Linked DNA regions of Gossypium hirsutum: region 2 is linked to region 1. Evidence: chromatin contacts called from public Hi-C data. All regions are on one chromosome and are shown on one strand. Each heading gives the region's core, a stretch centred on a gene start, on an enhancer-like site or on the middle of the called end of the contact. The rest is flanking DNA. Distances are from core to core; before and after follow the strand shown. Region 1 holds the start of LOC107910733 (serine carboxypeptidase 1). Region 2 has its middle 23 kb from the start of LOC107908097.

Region 1 (2,549 bases), core at 20-2,519:
AAAGTGGGCTCCCTACCTGGCTGGACTCAGTCAACCAGCCTATCACACAACTTGCTGGTCCTTGCAAGTTGGAAAACTGAAGATTCTAGGTCCCTTATTTCTACCATGCGTGTGGACTGTTGTAACATGCAGGACAGCGTGAATTTGAAGTGCTCTGGTTCGCAACAGTGAAATGGTCCTACACTAAGTTCTTTGTTTCTGTGAAAAGCTGAAGGATGATATTGATTTCAGATGGAAAAACACTTTTCTAGTACTATTATTGTTTCAAAATGGATGCTTTTTCTACAGAAATGATTAATCAAGGTTTGATCTATGGATAGGTTAAACATGGGAGTTCTACATCGGTGTTGTACTGAAACTATCGTCAAGCTTCTTTATACAATCATATTTCCCAAAGATTGAGTATGCAAATACTTCTCTTTTTTGCATATACTCAAGCTTATCATATGCAGACCATGTGATGCAGTAAATGGCAGATGTTATTGCTATGGCATATTCAGTTTTGATTTAATATGACATTTTCTATACCCATGCAAATAAACTCGATACCTATCTGTTGATTCAGAAGTATAGATAAATTTGATACCTCCATTTAACCATAAAACGAGAGGCTTGTCGGAAGAATTTTGTGGTGACTCCACAAAATAATAGAACAACGCTCGATCAGCTATAGGGTCTACCGTTACATAGCCTGCATATTGGTCAAAATCCACTCCTTCAGGTTGTCCCGGCAGTGCGTTGATCTTATCACTTTGCATCATCCCTTTCTGGGATCCTACATACACTGGAGAGTTGTGACTATCTTCTTGATCATTTAGTAGAGCCCATGATTCAGGGTGTGGAGATTTGCGAGATTCGATCAACCTGTTGAGATTGCCAATCTGGTTTCCCTTGCATGAAATGAGGAAAGTTGTAAAGTAGCAAGACAACACAAGCAGCAAGTATTTAATAGTAACTTTCATGGTGGCCTCTGGACTCAAGAGCTTATGCAAGCTTCTAATAGTATTAAGTATGTATGCAAGCCAATATTGATGCTAATTTATACTGGCAGAGGATAATTTTCCATTTTGTAGCCAAGTCACAGCTTGATGCACTTGCTAACAAATCTACTGGGGCCTGGGGCCAGCTTGATATGTATTCCTGTTGTTGTTTGGGAATGAAAATTAACCCACGTTGAAATTTGGTGAGTGTGGTTTTCAACATTCAACCCTTTGTTACAAAGTTAACATTACATTTCCGGTTAATATGATATATCAATTAGCAAAATACATTTATCATTCTCTCAACGGTCGAACCTTCGTGCGGATGGCGGAAGCTTTCCGTTTAGGAAGGACGAGAAGAGCACCAGGGCCCAGGCTTGCTGGTAACTGGGAACAGAATGTCCAGCTCCTCTTACTGTTACAAATATTAAGTTCTGATATCCAACAGCATACCCTCCAACCTTGACAAAAACCAGCTAGATGATTAGCTTGATCACACCTTTGATTCATTTTCTAATAGCAATAATTAGATTAGTGAAATTCAGTTCAAACTCTTACCTCCCCATGGAGGTACCAAGGATACCAGGCAGTCTTAATGCGCATCCCCAGTTTGTTTATGGCATATTTGCTACATAATAGAGGCAGGGCACCATCTGTGTCACCACTGACATAATACCATTAAACTTGATTAGAAAGTTTTTAACTTTGATTCTTGTTTAATGAGCTATCAATGTTTTTATCCAAGGCTATGAAATTGGACTTAGTCAAATGACTAACTTGTAGATCCAAACCCGAATTCCACTGTCCATTACTTCCTTAATGATTGGCAAAACTGTTAATGGAATGAATATAAATTTTCGAGCAGGAATGGAAAGCCGAAACCTATTTCTTAATTCTCAGTAAGCAGAAGTGGAAAAAAATACTAGGAACATTCTATTCACCAACTTGGTATATAAGGTAAGTGGAAGTTGAGGAGGAATTGCATAAGGGAGCATAGAGGCATACATGTTACCAGCAGCATCATTTGCTTTATCCCCAAATCCTAAGCAAACTTTGGATGATAAATTTAGAGTAGAATAATCGCAGTTCAATGCAAGTCCAGTGTATATGTCATCAGACGTAAGGGCGTGCGTCCATTAGAAATCCACTGCTCCTCTCATAATTGTTTCAAAATCAATAGAAGCATTACCTATCTAATACATCAATAACACCCCCCCTGTTAACATTCATTTCATGACAACATAAATATATAAGAACATTCTTACAGGAACTTACTGCAATTCCTTTTAGATTGATTATAGTTTGATTGGTGTGTTGATTATTTTGGAGTATAGTGTGAGCAAGCTGGGGTACATAATGGCCTGCATAACTCTCTCCTGCCAGGAAAAATTCCCTGGTTTTGTATTCAGGAAATCTTTGGAGCCAGTAAACAAGAAAGGTATAGGAATCTTGGGCAGTTCTTAAATCTCCACTTGACTTATAGTCTGAGGTTCTATTTGAGTAAGAGAATCCGACACCGGCAGGCGATTCTAAAAAGATGATGTTAGCATATTAACACACAAAATGTTA
Region 2 (2,549 bases), core at 35-2,534, 320 kb before region 1:
TAATATTATATAGATTAAAATATGTCATAAGTCCTTATACACTTCATAAATTTGGAATTTAGTCCTATACTTTTATTTCTAGGAATTTAATTCATCTACCTTTCAAATTTCAAATTTCAAGTATTTTGTTAAATTTAGGTTCATTACGACATCATTTTTTTAGTTACATTGCTACCAAGTTAGCACTTTTATTATTTCAAAAGGCCACACCAATAAATTTAACAAAAAAAAATTTACAATTTTAACAATTAGATTTGAATTTTGAAATTTGAAAAGTATAGGGTGTAAATTCCTAGGAATAAAAATATATGGACTAAATTACAAATCATGAAGAGTATAGGGACTTATGGCATAATTTAACATATTATATAATTTTATTTTTTACATGATATAAATTGTATAATATATTACAACAATACATTATAACATTAGAATTGATCAAATAAGATATTAAATGTTGGAGATCAAACTTCAGGTTTTTCTACTTCAATATTGTTAATCGTTGGATTAACATGTAGAGGAAGATGGTGGTTGGTGTGGAGGACCACCTGAAGAAGAGATAGATGGAAAGATTCTCTAGTATGAATATTTTCTGGGTTAAGGAAGAAGTGTACATGAGTGTCTATGAGTTCTTTGCATGGGCTCTTTTATAGTGGGAGACATGTTCAACTACGTGTTAAAAGGCTATTGACATGGTAGTCTGATTTGATCTCCCTGTCACCGACGATGATGTTATGTCCTAGGATAAAACACCTTAGGACGAATGGCAATCAATGAATCTGAGCGCCCACATGGATCTTATATAGATTTAGTGGAGATGTGCCCCCAAAGAATCTCAGTTTCCCTTTTCTCTAGAAAGTAAAATTTAAAGCATATGTTATAAAAGGTTAAACATTCTTATCATTTTATATCGGTTCTAATAGTTTTTTATTTTAATAGGTGGTCTAGTCATCATTATCATATAACTTACTAGAAGGATGATATTATAACAATACAAGCATCTATTAATATTGAATTAAATAATTCGATAATTCATGTGTTATCATATATTTATTTAATATAATTAATATCACCTCATAATTGAATTTAAATATATTTTTTTATTTATTTTTAGAGTTTGTGTAGAAGGCGTACTAGGTGGTAAAAATTAATGTCCTACTACCACCAATCGCACATGCGCATAGTCAAGTTTTTAATGTGTGCACGCCATTTATATATGTCTTTGTGGCAATTAGAAGTGGTGTAAGAAATTCTAACAAATCCAAATGACATGGATAGGTATCATGATATGGATTTAGGTTTGGAGTCGAAGCACAATTGGGCTATTAAACATGTCCAGAATGTCATCAATTGGGCCAATCATTTTCAACATATCTTATAGGCTACATTTATCCAGGATTATAATTTTGTTCCATTTGAGATTTGTGTAGAATGGTTTAGGGTCAATGATAAACCATATCTATACTAATTGGGATAAGCTCATATACATCAGATTAGAAGTTGGGAGGAGGTCAAGAGTAATGCTTTATTTCTGAAGATGTATTTTTTCTTATACTTTCAAACCTAACAAGGGTATCTACTTTGCAAATGTGAAGATCGATCGTGACTTTACCCAGAAAATGGATTAATATTTGATACACCTACCAAACAATAAATTATTTTTTATTCTACCTAACAAGCGTTTATTAATAATTTTTGTTATTTCTTTACACTTTATAGGGATTAAGGTATGTGTAATGAATTTGAAATTTCCTATTTTAATGAAAAATCGAAACATTTGTTGTTTGAAAAAAAAAGACGCAAGAAACTAAAGTAATTCAAATTCATCATTTTTTTATAATTTCCTAACTAATTTTAATTCATTTTATTTATGGTTTATGGATTAGATTTTTTTACTTTATATAATTAATTTTTATTCATTTTGTTTAAGGTTTAATGTTTTGGTAGATCAAACATCAGAAAAATAAGAAATATGTTTTATCAATATTCATTTTAAGACATAAAATTCATGAATTTTTTTTACAATAGCATAATTTATATCACATTACACGTTAAGGCAGCTAGTTAGTTAGTAACATAACATTACACAACAAAAAAACATAAACTATTTTCTAAAATCCTTAGAGCAATCTAAACTTAGACCTTCATTTTGGCTTCTAAAGTGATTGATGATTCACCGTACTTAATTGAATCAACACCATAGTTGTACAATTTCAGAGTGACCTATAGCTGAAGTGTCAATTCCACAAAGATTATCTACCCTCATCGATTGATCTGAGTGTTAATATAACCGTTCATTTATGTCAAAGATTGTTCATGCCACCACAGTTGAAAAACCTAAAGCCTAGGTGCCTAGAATGCCCTAATTTGTTTCCTTGATCCCTAACATTGACTACTTTGTGACTTTTGATAGTCCTAGTGACCATGTGCAACTAGTAAAACTAATACCCATGACCCATCTACCTAAGTCACTGGATAATTTTTTTCCTAAATGTGGGCAACTTTTTTAAAGGTGCCTCTACAGAGGATGAAACCCCATATAAAATGTT

What was found. Hi-C and Micro-C count contacts between places; a contact is called where the count stands out from the background.
Region 2: a contact with region 1 is called in a Hi-C map of leaf, with 2.5 times the contacts expected there. The contact joins the enhancer-like site here to the promoter of LOC107910733 in region 1. A contact is called at or near these places in 2 of 34 Hi-C or Micro-C datasets (leaf and petal).

Annotation. Positions count from the first base shown.
Region 1 is chrD02:20,005,517-20,008,065 of Gossypium_hirsutum_v2.1, reverse strand. It overlaps LOC107910733 (serine carboxypeptidase 1), which reads right to left and starts at 1,269. Exons shown (of 8, transcript XM_016838701.2): 1 at 587-1,269. The coding sequence starts at 962.
Region 2 is chrD02:20,321,201-20,323,749 of Gossypium_hirsutum_v2.1, reverse strand. No RefSeq gene overlaps it. Among protein-coding and RNA genes, the nearest start is that of LOC107908097, 23 kb to the left of the region's middle. Within about 2 kb of position 1,284, at least 3 of the 9 cell types and tissues checked have an H3K27ac peak or open chromatin away from gene starts, as enhancers often do. A contact at or near this core is called in leaf, where this site is marked.